Linked DNA regions of Mus musculus: region 1 is linked to region 2. The links are chromatin contacts, called in public promoter capture Hi-C maps. All regions are on one chromosome and are shown on one strand. The core of a region is the stretch at or near the end of the contact, and the rest is flanking DNA. Distances in the headings are between cores, read along the strand shown.

Region 1 (4,913 bases), core at 76-2,575, 1.7 Mb after region 2:
CAAATTTCTGGCAATTTTACTAGCACCAGTCTTCCCGCCTCAGCCTCCAGTGTCTTCCTGAGATGATCTGACTGCATGAAATGCCCTCGCCTCATTTTAGTTGGCTGGTAGGTGAGGAAATGAACATCTTAGAGGGTATTTTCTCTCTGGTCCTAATGTACATCTTTAAACTAATAGGTTCTTAGCTGGGCTGTGGTGGCCCGAACCTTAGTCCCAGAACTTGTGAGTGAGGCAGAGGCAGGCAGATCTCTGAGTCTGAGACCAGCCTGGTTTACAGAGCCAGTTCCAGGGCAACAAGGGCTACACAGAAAAATCATGTCTCGAAAAGCCAAAAGCACCTAAAAAACCCAAACCAAACAAACAAAAAAACCCAATCTTGAAAATCACAAACATTTAAAAAACAAACAAACAAACTAATAAGTGTTGATCAGTATCTTTTGTTGGATCTAAATATTATATTATTAGGTACCTTATTGTCTCTTACTTCCTTCTTCCTTTTAGGACTAGAAAATACCATCCTCCAGAAAAATAAGGAGTATTTGGGAATGGTTGCTGTGAGCTGGTAGCCCAGGGGGAGGATTAGCATTACATAAATCCCTCTCCTACATTAATCTTTTCTTCCTAATTTCACAAGAATAAGGCAGAACTAAAGTAAAGCAGATAGATAAAGTTTTGGTATTTAGATCAGTAGGCCTAATTCTGTATGCCAAATTCCCTTCCTTTGTTCATTAATATCCCCTCCTGGTAGCCAAACCCTCTACCTAACTTCTGCCTCCTAGTCAACCTTGACTTCCCAGGTCCTCATCCTCAGCATCCTGTCTGCACGTGGTCTTAGTTCCGAAGGCTACCTGGCCCTAAGGTCAAGGTAAATCCGCGCCCAAGCTGCCCGGTGGAGGTGGTCTCAGAGGGTGCTGCGGGATCGAGGTAGTGAGGAGACTAGATCGCAAGACGTGATCCTCACATTTATTTGCCTGGAGTTCTCATGCCAGAGAACCTGGCAGATTTTACTATTTCCCAATTGTTTACTCGCCAAGCTTTCAGGTCCACGCGCCTCAGGGCTGCGCCTCTCACTCTGAAACTTCATTCAAAGGCCAGGCAGGGAGGCCCAAGAGGTGGCGAATGGGCTTGAGTATGACCTCAAGGCCACTTCCTCCCTCTTGGCGCCCTTCCCTCCCCTCCCCCAGTCCACCAACCACCTTCTTGTAAACAAAACTATCCCCCAGGGCGATGGGAGGTCTTGCTCTTCTGCGCCCTCTCGCGCAAAGGGTTAATTTTCCCGATCGCACGAGGGGGAGGAGATTTCCCTGTAGACGAGTAAAAAGCGTGATGGACAAACGTGCGGGCACTAAGACCGCAAGGCATTCATTTCCTCCTACGGTGGATGCGGACGCTGGGAGGAGAGCCCCTGAGCTAGGAGCTGGGAGCAGAGGCGCAGGCAATGCTCAACCCTGGATGTAGCTGAGAGGCTGGGAGAGAGATCGGCCAGGAGACTGACGGCGGGGCAATACCTAGGGGGGTGGGAGGGGGAAGCAGACAGGAGAGCACTCAAAATAAAAGGCTCTTTACAGATTTTTTTATTTTGTATAGAGAACACGTAGCGACTCCGAAGATCAGCCCCAATGAACATGTCAGTGTTGACTTTACAAGAATATGAATTCGAAAAGCAGTTCAACGAGAACGAAGCCATCCAATGGATGCAGGAAAACTGGTAGGTGATGCTTTCGCGAGATACTATTCCCGGGAGTGCATTAATGTCGGTATTCCTGGTCTGAGCGTGAGCGGAGCGACGGATGGATTGCCGGCAGTAGCCAGCAGATCGCGGAGTTCCAGGGTCTCATGTCTGCAGGAGACTCTGAAGCTGCATGGAAGCGTGCGGTTTGGGGGGTGCTCTGTGTGAGCCGCGGCCACGCGGGCATCTTTGTGTAGATTATATAACATAGAACATATAATATGTGTACCTGTAATAATATACGGGAGACAGAGGCATGTTACAATCCAGCTATCCCACCTGTGTTGTCTCCCTGCTTTCGCTTAGATTTGGGGGTTCTGCTTGGCCTCCCGCAACTGGAGCGTGCAAGGCAGTGGAGGGAGGACCCGGTCTCCGCTCCCTTTAACCCTCTTCAGCCCGCCTCTCTCTGGTCCTTTCCCTCTCCCCATCCCTCGTGTCCTTCCTTTCTCCTTGTAGTTCTTCCACTTTACTGCCCTCCCTTGACTGCCGCCTCCAGCCGTAGATGCCCAGGGTCCAGGACCCCTTCCCCACTCAGATTACTTTCCGGTTTCATAAAGACATCGGGGAGGAGGGGACAATGAAAACTGCAATAAAAATGAATGAACCCGAGCAAGTGGAGCCACGCCATTATTAAGTTTCTGTGTAAAGGAAACGCCTTTTGGACACGCTTCTCCGCGTGGAGCAGCAGTTTAAGTACTGGAAGGCTCCTGCCAGGGCAGTCTCGGAGGTCTTTCCCCAGAACTTCGAATCCGGGAAAACATCTTGTTTACTGAGTTCCTCCGGTCAGTCTTCTGAAAAATCCCCGTGTGGGAGGCGATCCGGTGTCACCTTGCAGTATTTTAAGAAGGGAGCTCCCTCCTTCCCGTAGACCGTGCTGTGGTTGGAGATGTTTCCCTCCGGTTTAGTGCGAGCCCCCTCGATCTCCCCACCCCCACCCCACCCCCTCTGCGCCGCGGCCGGCCCTCGGGGGGCTTCCGGGCTCCGGGAGGTTCCGCTGCCGCGTGCGAGGGCGCTCGCGACCTGCCTTCCCTCCCTCCATTCATCAATGGGAAACCGGAGACGCCGGCGCTCCCGGGCTGGAGCGGGTGGTGGCAGCCGCCGGGGGTTCGCCTTCTCCAGCCCGATCCCGGGCTTGCTGCTCCCGCCCCTTCTCGCCCGCGGGGAGCGCGCCCACCCTTGGCCTTCAGCTTGCGAGCTGGGCCCTTGGGCGGTTTACGGCGGCGGCCGGGCGGAGCCGAGACTCCGGGGCGCGCGAGTTCGGGCCGCGGCATGGCGGCTGCCTGGAGGCCCTGAGCCCCAGAGCCAGCCTGGTGCGGTCGCCGGCGTGCTCCTGGACACCGAGGACGCGGGCCTGGGTCCCGAGCGCGATTACACCCCCGGGGAGTCTGGATCGCCCCGTAAGGGGGAGGCCATAGGGAGGCCCGAGCGCTGCAGGAAGCCCAGCCCCCTCGGGCTGGCGTTCGGGGGGTCCTAGCGGTGCACTTCCTCCCGTTAGGGGCTTGGGGGGGAGGGGGGGCTGTGACCCGAGCTCAACCTGCCAACCTAGGGCTCCGATCTTCTCTGAGACCATTTGTCACCGTCCCTTGCAGGGCTCTAGCCTGCCTTCCTGCCTTCCTCCTCCAGTAGCCCGCAGCTCGCGTCTCTAGCTTGCTGCATCCCGGTTGGGCCTGTCATTCCGGAGCAGGCATTCCTAGCCTCTGCAGGCGCATGGCACTCAGTCTGCCCTGCTGCTGCACCACCCTAGTGCATGCTGTTTGTTGCCCACCCCACCCCACCCCCTTTTCCTAAGGTACCCCAGGACCATTTCCCGCCTCTTTCTCCAGACACTCAGTTAAGTGACTTTCACTCTGTCAGAACTAGACAGGTCCTTGGTCCTCGTGGGACTGAAAATATCCCAAATCCATGAATTTCTTTTCCCTTGTTATTCTTTGGCCACTATTAACTCCTGAACAGTACTTATGTTCTTCCTGACAATGTATTTTCATTATCTTATTTTCCTTATTTCTTATTTTAAAGGTGGCTCCTAGCACATCGTGGGCTGATGTGATGAACCTTTTCTGGTCTTTTTTTTTTTTTTTTTCTGGTCTTGATTTTGCAAAGCATTTTGCAAAATCTTACTTTGTACAAGGCAGATGCTTACAAGGTCCAGCGATTAAAACGCTCATTTGACCGCCAACACAACCTGCTCATATCCGTGTCTGGATTCAGCATGCTTGGCTTGCGTTTTGAACGCTGTTCTAGTCACACTGTAGAATGGATGTTCTTCCCGTCTTTTGATCGTTGGCTTTATAGTTTTGGATAGCTTATTACAGTGGATAAGCTTATTACATCTCGTCCGTGCTGATCTTAGCCACTGTCCCTTTTCACTTCACGATTCTAGTTCTCTTGGAGCCTGATTTCAGAACTTTCCCACCCGCTCTCCGCAACCAAAATGTCTTGGTCGTAATGAAGGTTCTCTTCTCATGTCATTAGACAGGAATCCCATCATAAAGGCTTATATATACCCTCTTGCGAGGGGAGTTGAGGGGCTCCAGAACCATCAAGTCTCACCTTCACCTGTCCTTGTCACTTAGAATGGTTTGAAATAGCTTCTGGAAGAAATCAAGTATAGAAGCCTGTGTGCCCTGTCTTTTGAGAACCTATTTGTAACTGTTCTTTAAAATCTGCTAGACCTAGTCTAAACAAAGTTGCTAATTGTAACAAATCTCTAGTAAGCTGAGTTGCCAGGGCCTCTGACCACCGCTGGGGTCGAGGTGGGGGTTGGGGGAGCCAGGCACGGGTCCTTACATTACAGTAGTCTGTATATAGGAACTAGCCTCATTTAGGAGCACTTGGAATAAGGAGTTGGTAAGACCAGCCCTATAACGCTTTACCTTAGTTACCTCAGCATCCATTCACGGAATGGGGCCCCAGGTTTCCCAGTAGCCTATGTGTAAACTCAGCTGGCTAAGCTGAGACAACAAACTCGTGACATTTATTGCTGCCTTCATTGTTTAACCTGATACTCACTGGCCTAGATAATGAAATATTGTAGACATTTATTTTTGTAGCAAATGGTTTCATAAGAGACTAGACTGCAATGACAATTTCAGTGCAAAGTAGTAAATATGTATTCCCTTAGAAAATCACCCTGTGTGATTGATTTTCTTGTAACTGCCGCCCAGTTAAAAGTCACCTGGGTAAT
Region 2 (5,655 bases), core at 1,845-4,344:
ATGACCTCCATGACACTACCCTCCTTTAGCATCTATAATTTCTCTTCTGATGCAAATTTGCAAACTAGATCACCAAGCTTGTTAGAAGTGCTTGCAATGTGAACCATCTGGGGCAAAGGCTGCCTAGGAGTGCAAGAGGCATATGAGAGCATTCTGATTACAAATAACAAAACCTCTTCTGAGCTATGCAAGCACAGAGGGGATTATTAACGGGAAATCTCAGTGTCACACAGAACAATAGGAAGGAACGCTGCAGGCTCACAGTGAGATTGCATTGCCCAGGTTCATTCCTAAATGTGTGGTGGCCCCATTCTCCACCCACATGGCTGCACGTGGCCACCAGGAACTCCCAAGATTCTTGTGTATTAATCACTCAGAGAACCTGACCTTCCTGGTTCAGGTCTTGGAAAGAGTAAGCTTGAATGAGATGCCCAAGCCTCCTCCAACCAACTCTCTGAAGATAACACAATCACATTGTAAAACAACTCTTCCCACCCCTTGCCAGAAGTGGGGTGACCATGTGTGGGGGGGTGGGGAGTGATCAAAGGGGGCGGGGCATTTTCTAACAATTACAAATAAATCTCCATAGCAGAGTGGAAACGAGAACAAAAGAAAAATAGTGTTTAGTGCCACATACTATGAAGCTAAGTGAAAATCTCAACACAGGTCTTAAGGGGACTCTGCCTCTGGGAGTGGGCATATCAACTCATTACGTGTCCTAACAGTCATTGTTACATCCACTGGCATTCTTTTCTTGGATCTGTAGCTTCATGACATGGCCATACAATCCACTGTGGAAAGCACACTCATCTGGCATATATGAGTTTTACATTTTTTATTTTTAAAAATTAAGTATGTAAATATGACTGTGTGGGTGTGTGTATGCTACAGTTATAAGAAGTTGTAAGCTCCCAAGTATGAGTGCTTGGAACCAAGCTTGGGTCTTCTGCAAAAACAGTTGTCAAAGGCCTCTTAACTGGTGAGTCATCTCTCCAGGCCCTGCCATCAGGTTACAAACACTTTTTAAAATTATATTTATGTCTGTGAAAAGTTACACATGAGGGGTGCAGGTCAGAGGCCAACTCTTGAGAGCCAGTTATCTCCTTGCACATATAATGTCTATAATCACTTTCTAAAACTTCTAATTCTAAGTATGCCTTGACTGAGAGGCAGAGGCTCTAACATGAGTATTTGTTTCAGTAGGTGTAGGAGGCAGTGTGTTCCCCACAAGCTGTACTTTAAACATGTAATTTACATGTGTAGATAATATCTACCTGTTAACCATACTAGCCATAACCATACTGTGAGGAGGTGCTGTTGAGAGTTTGAGTAGCAGCTAACTCTACGTTATCTAATGGTTCCATTGTTCTCCTACTTAGTATTCGTCTACTTCTATGATTGTTACTTGGGAATGTAATAGGTGGTGGACTGTGATTGGGACCGACCATTGCAAGTGGTGACTAAGGAGACAGCTGTGGAAAGCGTGGTTGGCATTCAGCGAGCTTCGAACTGGTCTGAGTTGTTCCAGAATCCAGTTACTCATCGCTCTGCTATTCTGTCGATAGGAAACTATTTCTCTGCCTGCAACTCACCTGTCAAGTACTGGGTTTAAGATCAGGGGCTTTGAGGAAGCAAATGGCAAAACTGGGTCAGCTCTGTTGCTGGTCTCATTTTCTTCTTGATGCAAAGCCACCAAGGAACTGGAGGTGAGTATTCTGGCCTCGAGGCCAGAATCAGCAATGTCACTGCTCCAAAGACGAAGTCATAGTAACACAGAAAACCTCTGAGGTTAGATGGTTGTAAGCTTTGACAACAGAACCCATCTTTATGTCTTTTTATGATGCCTGCCTCTCAAATTCCTTCCCTGAGGAAGACATTTACCCCTCCTCCTGAAGTCCAACCATAAAGCAAGGTGTCATTCCATTGGAGTTCATTCTGGGAGGCCCTGAGTTTGTTGTGCTTCCAGATAGGACAGAGTGGGTGAGAAGTTACAGGCAGGAGCATGGGTAGCCCTGAAGGAGCCACACTAAGAGGAAGGTCTGCTCAGCCTAGCATGGATTTTATTTCCATGGACTCCTCTATAGACTCCCCTATGACCATGTAGATGGTCCCCTTGTCCCCTGTCCTTCTCCACTTATGTAGTCTAACTCTCCCTGAAGCCAAAGGCACTTAAGGGCATTGCATACAACTGGTTAGGAGGAAGGGATAGACATTTGGGTTGAGGGTCCCAAGACCCTCCTCAGCCCTTCCTCCACTGAAGGAAGTCCTCAGTCAACAAGTCTAGCTGGGATGATCTTTTGTAGGAGGGCACAGATGATCTGATGATGAGTTTGGCTCAGAAGTGTGCTCTCTCTCTCTCTCTCTCTCTCTCTCTCTCTCTCTCTCTCTCTCTCACACACACACACACACACACACACACACACACACACACACACACACACACACACACACACAGAAATCGTAATTCAAACGGGATGGAAAACAGTTTTATTCTGGAGCCAAGTATGAGTGACCATAGCCTAGAAACATGGATTTAGGTTATCCTAAATTCCATGCATCGACCTGGAAGCAGTTTCATGAAGTTTTTATAGAAACAGAACAAGAAAAGTCATAAATCAAGATGCTTTTCAAACGCACTGGTGTGGACATTAACTGGGTCACTGCAGCACTGTGGAAAACCTCGGCTGTAACCCTCTGTTGTGGTTCGATGACTTTTGGTTAGTGGGGAATTAGGGCGCTGTTAACAGACTCCAAAAGGTGTTACCTGTAGTCAGGGTGTTAGGTTCTAACATAGAGGGGAGCAAAGAATCACTATGTAATGAGCTTAAAAAAATAGCCTAAGATAAATTGCAATTAGTTTCTGGACATTGTCAATTCTAAAGGCATTGAAGTTTCTACAGGCAGTTTCTACCCAGGAATTATCCACAGAAGGTAGCCGTGTTCAAAAACATCACCGGGCTATTTTAAAACTAGTTTTAAATCCCCGCTAAGTAAATGAAACAAAACAAAGCCCAGGCTTCCTAAACCCTCACAAACAAGGCTGACCCAGTTCCTAGAGGAAACATGATGTTCAGTGTGGGCTGTGAATCATGCTGCCAGGGTTTATCTTCATTTCCCATGGATCCTGACACTTTAGTTTCATTTTTCTTTGTTTTGAAACTAAGGATTAAGGCAGTGCCTCCTACACGGGACCTCTGTAAATGAAGCTCAGCCTGAGGGGGACCTCTGTGAATGAAGCTCAGCCTGAGGTGTGGCGTGCAGCCCCTCTTCACGTGCTCCATTATGTAAGGAGTAGCACCGAGCAACTGGGCCTCCTATTTAACGCTCTCTGTGTTAAAACAGTTCTCTCTCCCATGGAACTAAAAGGGAAGAAGAGAGAAGTTTACTTCTGAGCCAAATTTGAGTAACCATATCCCAGGATTGCCCAAAAAGATGTTTCATAGATGTGGGTACATGAGTTTTTTTTTTTTTTTAATCAGTCAAAGAACAAAAAAATTGGTGGGGCTAGTAGGTAGTGGGGTTATAGTCTTATCTTCTGGATTGGTAAAACTAATCTGCTAAGGTTCTGATGGCCCTAAGAATGGTAGGTGAGGCAGAACTGTGGGTAACGGAGGTTTTCAAAGGGACTACAAAGAACACAAGAGAATTTAGCTCTGCAACATTCTAACTTCCTCCATCATTAAGTTCTAATCAGCCAGGCAGGCTGGTAGAATCCTCAGAACTGGGTGGCTTAGATGTTACTATGTCTAGGAGCCAGGGAAAGGGTCTTCAAATAAACGTATCATTTTTAACAAAGAGCTCATAACAATAATTTTCAAATTGCATCTCATTTCTCCTTTAAAGTTTTTTTTTAAGGACGTTAAGTATCATTTTGCTGAAGTTGGTTCTTTCACAGAACTCCATTTTTTTTCTCTCTGCAATCAAATTACTAATAGGAGATACTAAGTAAACAAAGATAGCAAAATATTGTATTCAATGTATCTTCTAAAAGAAAACAGGCTTCTTTTTTAAACAATTTATTTTTTTATGTGCATTGATGGGTTTTGCCTGCTTGTTTGTCTATGTGAGAGTGTGGGATTCCTTAGGACTGGGGTATCAGACAGTTGTGAGCTGCCACCTGGGTGCTGGGAATTGAATCTGGGTTCTCAGGAAAAGCAGCCAGTGTCTTAACCATTGAGCCATCATCTCTCCAGTCCTCACTAGACCAGCTTGTTAGACGTTTGTTAATAAACAATGAGTGGTGTACCTGCATCTAAAGGAAAACTCGAAGTCTGTCCTCGGCTGGAATACAAAAGTACAATTTCAATTTACGTCATTTTAGAGGTAAACAGGAGAATCTTCTGTAAGTTCCCTCACATCACCCCTCAGCCCCCTCCAGCTACCCCACTTCTCTGAGAGGAAAACTTTGTAAATAAATATCTACGCTCTTTTTTTCTTCTTCACTGCCCCCTTCATTTGCCTAACACACATCATCCATTAGTCTTGCTGTTCCCTAAGGTCTCCCATCCCCTGATGCCAGTGACCCCACTCTCAAACTCTGTATCTGCATTTCAAGGTACCCTTTAACCACCCACCCCACACAGCCCCCAAGAGAGGCTGGGCTGGCTTCTCTGCTTATATTTCCCTGGGGGAAGTCATCTACTATGACTTAAAATACGTCCCACTCACAGTTACGGTTAATGTCAATTAGACAGGATCTAGAGCCACCAAGGAGATAGACCTTGGGGCACGCCCACAAGGGATCATCTAGATAGGGGAGGGAATCCGCACCCTACCAGTGGATGGTACTGTTGGAGGGGGTGGGGTCTTGGACTACATAAACAGGAGAAAGCTAGCTAAGGATTTGCTGACAGGATTCTCTGCTTCCTGTCTGTGGGCACAATGTATCCTTCTGCCTCAAACCTCTTGTAATCAAGAGGTCCTTGCTATGGACTGCACACTTGACCATGAACCAGAATAAGCCCCTTTGCCCTCAAGGTGCTTTTGTTAGGGTCTTTAATGGCAGCAACGAGACAAGGATATATCTACCAAGAACCCTCAGACTTAAAGCCACAGCTTTTCTTTGAGTGGCAGACATAACACAAACACCTTTTGATACTCCCAATATTTAAGTTTTCCAACAAAATGTTCCCTTCACCTAATCTTTGTTCTTCCCACTGCTCTAAGTCAGTCAAGAAACAAAATGTTATCGTCGTCAGGTAGAGAGCCGCAGCTGCCAGGCTGCCTGCCAAATAACCATAGGTTTACGCACACATTTATTATTTGCACAAAGCAAAAGCAACTGGAGTCATTCTCAGGGTTGCTCGTAAGATGCCACTGAACCAAGGAGACCAAATGACGGGTGACAGAAGTGGATTGTCTCTGCATCTGAATGGGGTGCGCTCCACTGGAGTGATTTGGCTGAGGGGCAGATGACGTACGGTCTGACAGTTCCTCTGAGGGCTGACTGACCACTCTCCCACATCCCGGGAGAGATCTCAAAGCTTTCTGTCAAGATCTGCTTCAGCGCTGAGTCCTGCCTATGTGGAACTGACACACAGGGTGGATTATCTGATTCGGCCCTTGCTTTTTTAAATCCCTATATCCAAATCCAACAGGAAGCCCTTGAGATTCTCCCTCTACACTGGCTCTGACTCTCTATGGCTATTGTAAACT

The links. Promoter capture Hi-C pulls out the DNA fragments that hold promoters and counts their contacts.
Region 1: a contact with region 2 is called in a promoter capture Hi-C map of hippocampal neurons, with 4 times the contacts expected there. The contact joins the promoter of Elovl6 here to the enhancer-like site in region 2. A contact is called at or near these places in 5 of 39 promoter capture datasets (the 3T3-L1 cell line, the C10 cell line, hippocampal neurons and 2 more), 1 of 484 Hi-C or Micro-C datasets (B cells), 2 of 115 datasets of contacts at active chromatin or transcription factors (acute myeloid leukemia and large pre-B cells) and 1 of 9 other capture datasets (pancreatic islet).

The regions. Positions count from the first base shown.
Region 1 is chr3:129,531,061-129,535,973 of GRCm38.p6, forward strand. Elovl6 (ELOVL family member 6, elongation of long chain fatty acids (yeast)) reads left to right here and starts at 1,326. Exons shown (of 5, transcript NM_130450.2): 1 at 1,326-1,435; 2 at 1,588-1,708. The coding sequence starts at 1,620. Gm35986 (predicted gene, 35986) reads right to left here and starts at 1,328. Exons shown (of 3, transcript NR_153368.1): 1 at 1,197-1,328; 2 at 1-104.
Region 2 is chr3:127,799,882-127,805,536 of GRCm38.p6, forward strand. No RefSeq gene overlaps it. Among named protein-coding and RNA genes, the nearest start is that of Tifa, 13 kb to the left of the region's middle. Within about 2 kb of position 3,095, at least 34 of the 459 cell types and tissues checked have an H3K27ac peak or open chromatin away from gene starts, as enhancers often do. A contact at or near this core is called in hippocampal neurons and liver, where this site is marked.